2 separate regions of the Oryctolagus cuniculus genome follow, and region 2 is linked to region 1. A link is a contact called in public Micro-C data. All regions are on one chromosome and are shown on one strand. Each heading gives the region's core, a stretch centred on a gene start, on an enhancer-like site or on the middle of the called end of the contact. The rest is flanking DNA. Distances are from core to core; before and after follow the strand shown.

Region 1 (7,081 bases), core at 988-3,487:
GCTGCATGGAGATCTGTCCCAGCCCTGGGTCGGGAGCGAGTGGACAGGCGCCACAAGTGAGTGGTCCCCGTGCAATGGGGACACGGGGAGACCGTGCTGGGTGCCCATCTGCACAAGGCTGCTCCTCACGTCCCTGAGCTTGACTCGGAGCAGGTCAGTGGGACCGGGAACCCACAAGACACAGCAAGCACACTTGGAGTAAGAGAGGGAGCAGGAGCCAGGTACTGGTTACACCTGTGCTCCACGGTAGAGTGAGGAGGAGGCGGGGAGAATGAGAGAGAGCATGGGACAGGCCAGGAGTCCTGCTTCAAACTTCCAGCCCTATCCTCCACCCGTCACTCCTGGTGTTGCTCTCCGTCCCCTCCTGGCCCCATTGAGTGGGCACTCAGATATGTTTCTCCCTCGGCCTCTCTCCCTGGCTGTGATGGAGGCACAGGGACCTGGAGCCAGAGCAGGAATCTGAGGCCCTGCCTGGGCACAGCGTGTGTTGGGTCCCACTGCCCATCCCCCATGCCCTTAATGGCCGAGGTCCCCCCCACCAATGGCCGAGGTCCAGCATCCTCTGCATGTGATGGTCAGTCTGCTCAGCCACTTCTAAAGTCCCGGCTGGGCAGACAGGCCTTTTGTACCAAGTGCCCGGTGTTGGACAAAACACGTTTCCATGTAAACCGAGGGCAGAGGTCACTGCAGTGGACAGTCCAGAGGCTCAGTGACAAGTGGTGTCCAAAAGGTTTGCCAGTCTTTGGGAGAAGAGGAGGCAGGAGGAGGACTTTCTTTTCTTTTTTAAGAAGATTTTATCTATTTATTTGAATGGCAGTGTTATGGAGAGACGGAGGCAGAGAGGTCTTCCATCTGCTGGTTCACTCCCCAAATAGCTGCAATGGCCAGAGCTGGGCTGATCCAAAGCCAGGAGCCAGGAGCTTCTTCCAGGTCTCCCACATGGATGCAGGGACCCAAGCACTTGGGCCATCTTCTACTGCTTTCCCAGGCCACAGCAGAGAGCTGGATCGGAAGTGGAGCAGCCTGGGCTCGAACCGGCGCCCATATACTGGCACTGCAGGTAGCGGCTTTACCCGCTATGCCGCAGAAGGTGGAACTTTGTACGATTTCCTGGCTTCCATCGGAGCTGCCCCAGTTTTATCTGCAGCACAGGAGGGCACTGAAGGGGTCATGAAAGGGGCTGGCGTTGTGGCACAGTAGGAAGCCCCCGCCTGCGAGCCAGCAGCCCCATGCTGGAGCGCCAGTGTGAGTCCTGTTGACCTTTAAAAGAAAAGGCTTCGTGGAAAAACAGAATTGAAAGATAAGCTTATTTTGTTGTAAAAAATTTTTCAAACCATTCATAGATTATTTCATCATCTGCATTTTCCGTGAGCTTTTTAAGACGCCTCAGCTTAAACGAACCATTCTAGTAGAAATGAATGGGCCGGCGCCGCGGCTCACTAGGCTAATCCTCCGCCTTGCGGCGCTGGCACACCAGGTTCTAGTCCCGGTCGGGGCACCGGATTCTGTCCCGGTTGCCCCTCTTCCAGGCCAGCTCTCTGCTGTGGCCAGGGAGTGCAGTGGAGGATGGCCCAAGTGCTTGGGCCCTGCACCCCATGGGAGACCAGGATAAGTACCTGGCTCCTGCCATCGGATCAGCGCAGTGCGCCGGCCGCAGCACGCCGGCCGCGGCAGCCATTGGAGGGTGAACCAACGGCAAAGGAAGACCTTTCTCTCTGTCTCTCTCTCACTGTCCACTCTGCCTGTCAAAAAAAAAAAAAAATGAATGAAAGTGCATCCATGCATGTCATATACATATGTACCCCTGTGTGCATGCAGACTATGTCTGCAGAGTTCATGCATGCATGTGAGACGGTCACTATCGATCACTAACTAGAAGGGTGGCTCACACGGAGACGTTTCTGCTGACCCAGGTCAGCCCTGTCCCATGGTCATAAACAAGTGATGAGTAGAGGAGGAGGAGGTGGGAGGTGCAGGGGATCAGGAGGGCTCCCCCAGGGGAGGAAGGGGTTCAGTCCGTTGGAGTCACTGTCTCTTGATTGTCGATAAACCGGCTTCAGCAGAAAAATCCCTGTTTCTGCCACACAATTAACAGACTCTTGCCCTCCCCCTTCTTCCCCACCCCACAGCTCTGCATCGGGCCAGAAGCTTCCAGTCTTCAACGCCAAGCCAACAGCCACACTGGAGAACATTCCAGTCCAGTGAGTCAGGAGCTGTCGGGGGCTGGGCTCTGGCTAATTCTCCCAGGCACTGCTCTCATTCCTTACATGGTGTCTTCCCTGTCGGGCCTTCCTGGAGCAGAGGGGGCAAGAAAAGAGAAGTATGGTTGACTGGACTTCCGTTGCTGACTGACAAAGCACACCCATTTCTGTGCTCTGCCACCCCCTGGGAATTGGGGAGCCGTAGGGTTCTACAGCCGCACCCAGAAGGGGCCACAGCGGTCGGTTGTAGGCACCCAGCTCTGCAAGGCAAAGAGAAGGAAACTGAGGTTGAGGGACTCTGACTGGATTCTGTGCCCTGGGTTGGGGGGGTGGGGCATCAACTTAATGGCCTCATGCAGTTTCGAGCAAAGCCATGAAGATGGCCACACATGCACACACACACGCCTTGGTACCAACATCCCATGAATGGTCAGAGCTGGGTCAGCATCCGGCAGCAGCTAAGACAGCAGGTGCCCACGAGGGGGCGTGTTGACTACGCGCGTGGTTGCTCCACACCTGGGGCTGGCTCCCATTCTGCTGGCTGCCCGAGGTTACAGAGCTGGAATTCCCTCCAGGACTCCATCCTGTTCCCCTCCCTCCCCCCCAGCCTCCTCTCCCTCTCTGGGCTCCCTGTAGGACCAGCGGCCAGTGAGTCACTCCCCCAAGGCCCAGCCCCATGGGCCTCCTCACCGGGACAGGCTGGGGCGGAGGCACCTTGGGAGCTGGCCCCAGGGTTACACACCTGGGCAGATCTGGGGACAACCTAAGTGGCCCTTGACTTGCCTGGCCGGCCCCAGGCAGCAAGAGAGAGAGAGCAAGAGGGCATGGAGAGTTGACTTTCCCCACACGTGGTTAACTCTTTTACTGCCCTGCACTTCTCCAGTCCCCAGCATCCTGCTGCTCAGGGCGGGTCTGTGTAGGTGCCCCATCCATCCCAAAACTCCCAGCCCACGGTAGCAGTGTGTGGGCCACCAGTGGGGGGCTGTGGAGGAGTACACTGGGAACAGCAGCGTAGCTTCTAGGATGGGCCTGGGGGCCTTAGGTCCATGGTCCCCCAAGTGCTTAAGAAGTCTGGGTTGAGGGCAGGACATGAGGTTGAATCTTTCTATGGGTCTGGTGTCCAGCATGCTATGGCCCAGAGGAGGTACCCCCTTGTCCTTGTTTGCTGGCTGGTTGGGTAGATGGATGAATGGACGAATGGGAAGACAGGAAGGAAGGAGGGATGGAGGGAGGCAGGGATGAAGGAAGGAAGAGTGGATGGATGGATGGATGGTAATTGGACATTGGACACAATTGAATCAAGGAATAAGCTGGCTGGACTGAGTGCAAACCTAGCAGATAGAGTCAGACTTTCCAGCTGCTGCCCCTAGAGGGCGCTCCAAGACTTCGAGAAGGGATTTGAGCCTGGCCTGGCTTCCAAATTCTGGGAGGCTGCCCCCTGGAATCCCAGTCCTGGTAAGAATCCCCTGGGCTGAGGGCCACCAAAGACATCTGTTTTTGTTATCTTCTTTGTGCCCAAAAGGAGACCCCCCAAGGGGCAGGGCTGGTCCTATAAAAGGGAGCAGACCCTGGGGGCATCAGTCCACCATCCATCACTGCCCCATCACGGCCACTTCTGCTCCACACTCCAGGCTGGAGGGTAGTTGGAGGGAGCGGTGTCATAGCCCTCAGCACCCTCCCCCAGCTGACCCTACTGGCCACAGTGACCTTTGGGATCTAGGAGAAAGGTAGCCAGTGCCAGAGGTCTCAGAGCAGAGGTGGGACAGGAACTGGTCCAGGGGTCTGGAGGCTGTAACCCAGGTTCTGGCCTGCTCATCAGCTGGCTTCACACACAAGGACGCTGGGGGCCAGTGACACTTGGACGGGAACCCCAGCAGTGGGCAGGGCAGCCCTGGCTGTGGCGTTGCCAAGGTTTCCAGCCCCTGGAGGAGGATCTGAGGCAGAGTTACTGGAACCCAGGCTTGGAGAGGCCGTGGCTGGGGTGGGGGTGCGGCCCCCTTTGTGGATCGGGCTGGGGTCCCAGCAGCGTGTTCCCGTGACACAGCGAGTGCGCCTGAGGGGAGGTTAGGGAGGTGCCAGTCACAGCTGGCAAACACGTGGCGCCTACTCAGCTGGGCCCCTGTTATGATCCGGAGCCGCTCCCTCAATCACCCGTGAAGCAGCCCCAGTGCCCCAGTTTCTTGCGTGAGAAGCTGGGGGTCACGGAATTGCTAGGTGTCGGGCAGCTGGCTGAGTGAGTGTGGGGGAGCCCAAGACACCACCTGCCCCGGGGGCTGGTGAGACTCCCATGACTCTCAGCTGGGCCAAGCCTTCCGGGGCCCCCCCAACCCCAGCCTGTCCCCCAGCTTCCACGCAGCAGCTTAGCCTGGGGGCGTGAGGCCCACGTGGAGGGAGGGGTCCACCCTCACAGCCGGGGTGGGCAGGTATTAGAGGAAGGAGACCCGGGCGAACTGCTTCCGGGTCATGACCTATGAACCTAAGGCTTTGCTGGCTAGGCCCCCAGGGTTTGGTTCCAAGGTGTCCGTGGAGCGGAGGAGACAAGTTAGGGAGTCAGAGTCGGAAGGTGGCAGAGAGGAGAGTGAGGGGGCGAGGAAGAGGGGGAGAAGGTATGTGGCAGGAATGTGGCCTGTGGAGGACAGGAAGCAAGGCCACGAGTGACTCAGAGTTCTTGCCTTTTTAGGCTCCAGCTGTCTAGCTGTGGGCTGAGGTGGGGTGCGTGTGGCGGGAGGCAGCCAGCGAGCTCCCCGGCGGGCGTCAGCTCCCGGCAGCCCGTGGCCTCTCTGTTCCTGGGGTCACCGCTCCCTCTGAAGCGCTCTGGGAGCTGCTGGCTGGCTGGGAGCTGCCTGCCCCGTGTGTGTGTGTGTGTGTGTGTGTGCGCGCTCGCCATCTCCCCAGACCCGCACCCACCCTCAGAGACGGTCAGAGGTGCACCAGGAAGCAGGACCTGGTCGTCCCCGCAGGGCGGGACTTGTGCGTGGGTCCCTGCTCTCTCCTACAACCTGGGGAAGACAGGCCAGCTGAGTGCATTGAGCTAAATCCCGAAGGCCACGTTGGCGGAGTCAGGGACAGGCAAGAATGGGGCTGGTTGGGCTCAGTGGCCCCAGGGAGAGTGTGGGAGCATTGGCGTGGGCTGCGGCTGTGCCTGGGCCAGGATCAAGTCCTGAAGCCCAGCCCGGCCAACACCAGACGCTGCAGGGCATTTTTCTGAATGTATTTGAGGACGATTATCCGAAACGGTCCAATACGGAGACAGAGGTTTTACAGAGTCTGAGGTTTTACATGTAAGGGGACCAGACTTAACGGGAAGAAGGAGGGAGGAAGAGGAAGGAGAACGCACACATGAGCCTGACTGGCCTCCCAGGTGCACCTGCGTGAGCCCGGCTTCCCCAGCCTAGATGACCCCAGCTGCCCACAGTCTGCAGTCAGGCTCCTCCTGCCCCTGCCTCCTGTTTGTTCCCTGGCCAGTGCAGCTTAGTGTGGACGCCACTCCACAGTCACCTCCCACGTACCCTCTCCCCATCTCAAACTCTGCACCTCATGGAGAGCCCCTCTCTGGCAGCCAACGTTTCTCCTGTCGCTGATGGTCCTGTGTCTTAGGGGAAGGAGCCTCAGATGGTTTATGGACAAAGCAATGTAAGGCAACCCAGCTCCGCCCACAAGAGCTGGGGGGACTTCTGATAGAAGCCCATTGCCAACAAGGGCTCCGGGGGCTCCTGGCTGCCCATCTCGGGACGCCTCTCACAGGAGTCTGCAACATGGTGATTCGTAGGCTTTTCACCCAGGGCCCCTGTCACCGCACAAGACCTGCCTCTCCTCTGCCTCTTCCTCTTCCTCCAAGCCCCAAGCTACGGGCTCTGGGAACCCTGAGTCCTGTCTCAACATCGTCCTCCTTCTGAATCTGCCTATGGCACTGGAGCCTCCTGTGAAAGCCACTTTTCTCATGACAAAATAAGGTAATAACAGGTTTGTAATGGCCAGCGTGTTCTCCGTTCGGTAGGTTTCACGCCAGTGAACAGCGAAGCTGCCTCACCTCCAAGGGAACCGTCTCCGTCTCTGTCTCTGTCTCTTCCTCGGTCTTTGCGGGCTTCTCCTTCATCCCTGCCGCCATCTTCTTCAGCCAGTGTCCCCGAAGTTGCGCCCAAGGCCACCTCCCCACCGCAGGTGAGTGCCTCTGGGTCCCCACACAGGTGCTAGGAAGCTGAGCTGCCTGTATGCCTCCCACCCGCTACTCCCACCTTCACTCTGCATTTTATTTTTATTATTTTCCTTATTTGAAAGAGGAAGGGAGAGGGAGGGTGAGAGAGAGAGAGATCTCCCATCAGCCTGGTCACTCCCCAAATGTCCACAACCTGGGGCTGGGCAAGGCTGAAGCCTGGAACTCCATCTGAATCTCCCACAGCGATCTTGCCTTTTCCTGTGGGTCTGGCCACCCACAGAGCTGACCAACCCTACCCTCCCTGGCCCAGGAGCTTATCAAGAGTGGTGTCTATGCCATTGCCTGCCCCTCTGGCTTCCTCCCCTCCTCGTGTGGGGCCCGGATAGCGGATAGCCCTTGCTCAGGGCTGGGGGGGCGGGGGAGGGTTCTGGGCGGATCCCAGCAGGTTCCGAGGCAGCCACTTAGGACCAGAGATGACCTTGGAAATCCTATGGGACCGAATTCTCTTTGACTTTGGGTGTCAGATGTGGAGAAAGGAAGGGAGTGGAGTGTGGATGGACATTTGCCTTCCCCATAGAAATAAACGCTATGAGGGGGCCGGGGCGGGGAGGGGGCTTTCAATAGCGGCTATTTCTGCCCATCCCTCGAGGTGACAGCCTGTGACCCTCACCCGCAGGTCTCCACAGGTTCTTGCGATCCAACCACCCCAATCTTTTTGAGGCGA
Region 2 (6,990 bases), core at 2,297-4,796, 220 kb before region 1:
GGGTCCTGCTCTCCAACAATAGTCCATCAGGTCAGCAGGCTCCTCAAAGCCGAAGGCCGGGCAGACTCCGTTCATCACTACTGCCCAGAGTGGCTTAGACCCTAGTCCCTGCCCAGGAGCAGGCACTAACCATGGGGGACAGGGGAAGGACCCCCTGCGGGGGCTGATGAAGTCCTGGGCACCCTCCTTGTGCTGGGATTTCTCATGATTGTGGTGCTTTTGGAGTTCCGGCCTCAGAGGCCAGGAGCCAGCAGGAAGCGAGGCCACCAGTAAGACTCCTCAGGTGTGCCTGGAATGGGTTGTGAGTTAATGGAGAAGTTGATTCTCTCACCCTCAGTGAGGCTGGGTGGGCCAGGAGGGTGGAACCCCTTGAGTCCGCCGCCTGGGCAGCCAGCAGCCAATTCACGTGCTAGTTCCCGTACTGGCTTGACACAAGCGCGCATGGCCGGGAAGCACTGTTTAACACAGAAGCCGCTGGCTGCAAGTGACTATTTGAATGTAAACTGCGTGAGATGAAGCGAAAGTGAAAATCCAGTTCCTTTGTCATGCCAGCCGCCTCTCACGCACTCGGAGGCCACACGAGGCCAGCGGCTGCCATGTTGGGCCACACGGACAGGAACTCTTGCGTCATCAGTGACCCTGCTGGACCTCAGTTTAGAGCTTCCTCTGAGCGCTTCTGGACCGGGTGTGCTTGAGGATCTCAGAGAGTTCTTGTGCTTACCGCACACTGCCCTTCGCAGGTGCCATTGCTGGAGGCCCCTGGGGGAGGCCCTGCCTTTGCTGCTTCCCCCTCTGCAGCCTGGGAGAAGCCTCTCACAGCCTCAGTTCTCTCACCTGTCAAGTGGGGAGAATGTCGCCGTGGGTGTTGCTGAATGAGCTGGGGCAGGTGCAGTCCACCCCCCACCCTGCAGTGCCTAAGGCTTCCTGGCCTCACCACCACCCCTCTGGTCTTTCTTTGGACACTCACCTGCCACTCTACACTGTGTGCAGACCTGTGTTGGGATCCTGCTTCTTCAAAGGGACTGCAGGGCTTGGCTTGATTCATTTTGTTTTCCCTAAAGATGCATTTACTTATTTGAAAGGCAGAGTTACACACAGAGAGGGAGAGAGATCAATTGATCTTTCATCTGCTGCTTCATTCCCCAAATGGCTGCAAATGGCCCCAGGCAGAAGCCAGGAGCCTGGAACTGCATCCGGGTCTACCATGTAGGTGGCAGGAGCCCAAGTACTTGAGTCCTCCTGTGCCACTCCCCAGGCACATTAGCAGGGCGCTGGATGGAAAGTGAAGCAGCTAGGACTTGAGCAGGGACTCAGATGGGATGCCGGTGTTGCAGGCAGCAGCTTAACCCACTACGCCACGATGCTAGCCCCTTGGCTTGACTCTTGCCTGGATGGAGGTCACCACGTAGGTGGGAAGGCAAAACGTGCCAGGAAGCAACCAGAAGACAAATCTTAGGCAACACCCAGGGCAGTGCGCCACCTGGTGGTGCAGGCCTTGCAGAGAGAGGCATAGGAGGTCTGTGGGCTGGTCTTGAAGGCAGCCCAGGAGTCTGACTGGCAGGGCTGATGGGAGAGAAGAGGCAGCGGGGGATGGTGTCGAGGCAGAGGAACGGCGTGAGCAAAAGGAGGCACAGAGGTGGGGAGGGAGGCTTTCGTGGAGGGGAGAGACGACTTTGCTAAGCAAACCACTCGGGCTTGGAAGCTGGGCTGAATTGCTTGAGTCTACAGAGGAGGGCGGCTGCCAGACAGTGGGGGTTGGGCCAGGGAAGAGGTGAATCTAGGACTGTGCTGGCAGTGTGGTTGGGGGCTCGGCAGGGGAGATCCTGCGGTCGAGGTGCCCATCAGTGAGACGTGCCACCCACGGCCTCGCTGGGGCAGCACACGGTGCCATTTCCAGGGCCACTAACATCCCGTGAGCTCAAATTGCTGGGGCCCAACTGGGTAACCAGACACTGGGCTTGGTGATCTTGCACAGCAAGTCTGCACCGAGGGGGGTGGGGCAGATGGTGGGCATTAGGACGTGAGTCCCAGATCCCCAGCCAGCTTGGAGAGAACAGGGTGAAGGCTGAGACCGGGGGGTACAGGGAAGGGAGGGAGCGTGTAAACAGAGAGGGCCAGATATAAAATCACATAGACACACGTGCACGTGGCCCACGGCCCCTTGATGGATACACACTAACCCCCTGTGCAAATGTACATGCACACACGTCCAGGCACATGGACATGGTTACAGGGTTCACAGCAATGAAGCTAGGGCTGCAGGTTCACTGATGGTGGTTTCTATAGGCTTCGCTAGTAAACACTACTTATTTTGGAAAGCAACTTCTCTGTTTTCCAATAAAACATTGGGACATACGGTATTGGATTTCCCTGATCTGACATTGACCTAAAAAAATGTGCTGGCAGGAACAGAAAATGCGATGCCCCACTGTGCTGGCAGGCACCGGTCAGCTTCGCTCCTCTTGGCTTTGATTGCAAAGGTCAAGATGCAAGTGGGGGGCCAGCGAGGCCTCACTGTCCAACCAGCATTCTTGCCGCGGAGCTGCAGGGAAGCCGAGGACAGAGCTGGGGGCTTCCTGCCGGCCTGTATGCCCATGGCCTTGAAGAGCAGGCAGGGGGGATGAGCTGAGGGGACAACGTGTCACGGAGGCAGCAGACGGAGATGGCTCCAGGATGGGCAAAACGTGGATAGGGCCCAGCTGGGGGATGGGCACATGTGTGCCCCTACAGTGGCCATCAGAGAAATGCGCCTGGAGCCCTGAGTGGGGTTTGAGGTGGGTTCCTGTCCCTGGGAGGGGGACTGGCTTCTATGGGCAGAGCAGTCAGGCCCAGCTCCAGATGACGGGCGGGGCGGGCTGCAGGCGTGGGCACAGTGGCAAGGCCTGGGAGGCAGAAGCCCACCTCCAGGCGGGAACACTGGCATTCCTTGTTTCTTTAGGGGGCATTGGTCCTGGTCTGATCAACAGTGAGAAAGGAGCAGTGTGCCCCCATAGCCCAGAGCCCCTCAGGACCCCCAAATTGAGCCTGAAACTTGACAATGGTCTTCCTCCATGAGGATGAGTGAGATCAGAAGTGTAAGGTGCTCAGCGAGGGCGGGACACACGCCCTGAGGCAGAGAGGAATACAATGGGCCTGGCAGAAGTGCTGGGGATCCAATGAGATCATCTGTCTAAGGCACTTCCAACAGGGCGTGCATTTAGTAAGCATGACAACCGTTTGCTGTGGAAGTGAGTCTTACTGGGGATGACTCAATCACACATTGGGCCACTTACCCCTTCGGCATGACTTTGCTAGGGTTCTCTGTGTGCCAGGCACGGCTCGAGGCCCCGGGGGTGCAGCGGTGAACAGAAAACCCACGCCCTCAGCCCTGGCATCCGTGAATATGCCGTGTCCATGGCTAGCAGGAGTTAAGTTGCCTAGCAGCTGACCCAAAGATCCAGAAGTGAGCCTGGCTTAACCAGGTGCGCTGGCTGCAGCCACAGGGGTCCCTCAAAGGGGAAGAGGGGCAGGCGAGGCAGGGTGAGAGGAGCTGAGCTGGTAGAAGCCGAGGCTGGAGCAACGGGAGTCTTGGCCCCAAGCCGAGGCAGACAGGTGGCCGGTGGCAGCTGGAAAGGGCACGGAAACAGAGCCTCCTGGCGGCCTCCAGGGAGAAACATGGCCCTGCCTTTGACTTAATCCAGTGAGATTTCTGACCTTGAGAACGGGGGGATCATAAATTTTGTCGTTTCGAGGCTCTGAGTTTGCAGGAATTTGTTACAGCAGCCACACGCTGTGGCTGCAAACCCTTCCTTGTGGAGCTTACCTTCTCACCGCGGGAGACGGGGCATGAGGAATTGTGGCACATACGGTGTGGCATGGGGTGCTTCCTTCCCCTCACTGGTGGGGCGGGGAGCGCCCAGCATGGGGTGCAGGGCCCCTCTGGCCGTGGCCACCTCTGCTCCTTGTACCCCTCTGCCTGCCAGGGGCCTGCAGGGTGGGGCTGAAGCACACAGCCAAGGTGCACAGGCTCCTGGGCTAGGGAGGAGGCAGGTGCGCGGTATCTGGCCCAGGGGAGTGGTGCGGTCTGCGGCCAAAGTCTGGGGCAATTAGCATGTGCCCAGATCCCCGTGGGTGGGGACGTGAGGAACTATGACTGGTCCAAGTCCGTGGCGGGTGAAAGCCAGGCTGGGCGGCTGCTCTAGGAGCTCCAGGTTTCCATAGTGATTACCAGCTCTTGGTCACGCCTAATGAGGAACACGGAGAATCCTCCTGTGGGAGGCCACTGGGCTCCTTGCTGAAGCCTTCCTCTTTGATCTTTGGCCTTTAATTGGCAGGCTGAGCCCAGGGAGCCTCCTCAGGAGATGGCTGAGGCTTGGGCAGGGCTCTGCCTCACCTGCCCATCCCTGTTCTGGTTGCTGAAGTCCCTGCTCCACCCCTGAGCCTTCGCTGAGCAGGGGAGGGAGGCCTTGAGGAGCTGCACCATGCAGGCGGGGTCCGCTACTCAGGGTGCAGCTCAAAGACCTGGAAGCGATGGTGCCTGTGGCCCATGTTTGGGATCTTAGGTTGTACACTGCTCGAAGGCACTGCATGGCACATAATAGGCATCTTAATTTATGTCGGAGCCCAGTGGGTGGCAGAGACTCCAAGCCACCTGATGGGTGGCTGGGGGGAGCTCCCTGGGACCTGAATCCACGGTGGCACCAGGGCCGCGCACAAACTCTGGCACACACGTGTGCATGCTGTCCCACCCTCCTGCACAGCAGGTACCTACTGCCATTTAAGGCCTGATTCATAGGGCTCTCAGACTTTGGACCTGCAGTGGTCATCTCACGGGAAGTCTGCTGGGGGTGGGGCGCGGCACTTGGGTGTGCATGCTGCTGGCCACAGGGGTGCCACACGGGTGTGTGTGTGTGTGTGTGTGTGTGTCGCACCAGGGCTGTTTGTGCTAACGTGACCCTTCTTTTTTAACTCGAGGGAAAGACATGTTTCTCCTATTTGCACAAAGATACCCAGTGGGCCAGCTGGGCCCTGCCCTGGCTCGCCAAAATGCCCTCACCTGGGCTATGAAGACTTGCCTTCTACTTCCCTGGCCAAAGTTCCCACCTCATGGAGTAGCTAGAGCCCGACCGAGCCCTGGCCCTATTCCTCTCGGTTTCTTCCCCAGGGGCTGGGCTCAGACCTGTGCCGCTGGGTGGCATTGATGTTGCCTGCAGCCTGCCCTTCCGCGTCCTCAGCTGGCCACTGGTGGAGCAGAGGATGCACTCCCTGGGAGAGGTGGGAGAGAACTTGGGAAGCCTCTCTGCAGGGCGGTGTGTCACAGAAGCGCCTGGCCTTTGCCCCAGGCACTGAGCTGTAGGGACTCTGTGCTTTAGAGAAATCGTGCCCAGGTGTTGCCGAAAGGATGTTTGCCCTAGCAACGTCCATCAGGAGAACGAGTGGCCAAAGGCCAGCTGCCCTGGCTCTCCTGCCCGCGTTCCTCACGGTCAGTCCGGGAGCCGAGGGCGGGCACAGTGCACAGAGGCTTGTCTGTAAAATCTGACAGTAGCTTTTAAAGTTACGGCAGATATTGTATCCCACCCTCGAAATGAAAAGCATGATCTCTTAGGTTGATTCTCCTAGGTTTATTGAGGTATAAGAAATAAAAATTATGTGTATTTAAGGTATATAGCAAAGGCTGTAATATGATGTAATGATTTTGCTACACTGTGATCCAACAAGTAAGCTCAGGGACACTTATGTGCACCACCACACTGTGTGTGTGTGTGTGTGTGTGTGTGTACTGAGAAGCTTTAGGATCTACTCTCCTAACAACGTCAGTAGACTGCACTAGAATGAACTGCAGTCGCCCTGCTCCAGCACACACACTGGCAGATTGTGTTTGTCCTGCCTGCCTGAAGCATCTGCCCACCTGCCCCAGCCCCAGCCGCCACGGCCTGTTCTCTGCGTCTGTGAATTTTATCTCTAAGACTCCACAGAGGAGCGAGATCACACAGGACTTGGCTTTCTGTGCCTGGATCATTTCACTGAGCATGCGCCCTCTGGGTTTGTCTGTGTTGTGGCAAACAGTAGGGTCAGACCACACGTGAGGCCTAACCTTTTAGAGCCAGGCTCTGATAATGAGTCTTAGGTTGTTTTTCCTCGAAGTAACACCTGAGACAAAAATTTGCATGCAGGTAGTTTATTTTTGAGGCAATTCCAAAGGGTACTGAAAGAGGAGCAGAGACAGAGATGTGAGAAATCGAGGGAGACCACAGGACGACTCATCGGACAAGTCCCTCCCGTGGGCAGTGAGGCTGAACTGCACTGGGGCTCTGGGGAATGGGGAGCACGCACCTGGGCTGAGTGGTGAGGAGCCGGGCTGTGTGTCCACGGTAGGAGCCGGGCTGTGTGTCCTCTGAGGGAGCTGGGCTGCGTATCCATTGTGGGAGCCGGGCTGTGTGTCCACCGAGGGAGCCGAGATGGGCTGTGTGTCCACTGCGGGAGCTGGGGTGTGTGTCCTCTGAGGGAGCCGAGATGGGGTGTGTGTCCTCTGAAGGAGCTGGGATGGGCTGTGTGTCCACCGAAGGAGCTAGGTGTGTGTCCACTGCGGGAGCTGGGTGTGTGTCCACTGAGGGAGCTGGGGTGTGTATCCATTGTGGAAGCCGGGCTGTGTGTCCACTGTGGAAGCTGAGCTGTGTGTCCACCGAGGGAGCCGGGGTGTGTATCCACCGAGGGAGCCGGGGTGTGCATCCACCGCTGCCAGTCAGCCCTGCCTGGGGGCTGCTGCTCAGGGGCACTTCCTGTCTGCCCTGCGCAGCTCCCTGAACAGGCTCCATGGCCAGAGGGAGCACTGAGCAGAGTCCCAGAGCCGTCAGTCAGCGTGCAGAGATGAGGAGGTGGGGCACTAACGGTGTGGCTCCCCTTGTGGGGAGCAGCTCGGACTAGACTAAGTTACTGGAATTAAGACTTATTCTATGCATCTGCTCTCCTCTGTGGGGAGCAGCTCGGACTAGACTAAGTTACTGGAATTAA

What was found. Hi-C and Micro-C count contacts between places; a contact is called where the count stands out from the background.
Region 2: a contact with region 1 is called in a Micro-C map of ear pinna, with 4 times the contacts expected there. The contact joins two enhancer-like sites. A contact is called at or near these places in 4 of 6 Hi-C or Micro-C datasets (ear pinna, psoas muscle, skin fibroblasts and 1 more).

Annotation. Positions count from the first base shown.
Region 1 is chr1:53,955,852-53,962,932 of mOryCun1.1, reverse strand. It overlaps MICAL2 (microtubule associated monooxygenase, calponin and LIM domain containing 2), which reads left to right. Exons shown (of 36, transcript XM_070073245.1): 28 at 2,130-2,201; 29 at 6,199-6,362; 30 at 7,034-7,081. Among named protein-coding and RNA genes, the nearest start is that of PARVA, 71 kb to the right of the region's middle. Within about 2 kb of position 2,237, at least 2 of the 8 cell types and tissues checked have an H3K27ac peak or open chromatin away from gene starts, as enhancers often do. A contact at or near this core is called in ear pinna, where this site is marked.
Region 2 is chr1:54,178,402-54,185,391 of mOryCun1.1, reverse strand. No RefSeq gene overlaps it. Among named protein-coding and RNA genes, the nearest start is that of DKK3, 32 kb to the left of the region's middle. Within about 2 kb of position 3,546, at least 2 of the 8 cell types and tissues checked have an H3K27ac peak or open chromatin away from gene starts, as enhancers often do. A contact at or near this core is called in ear pinna, where this site is marked.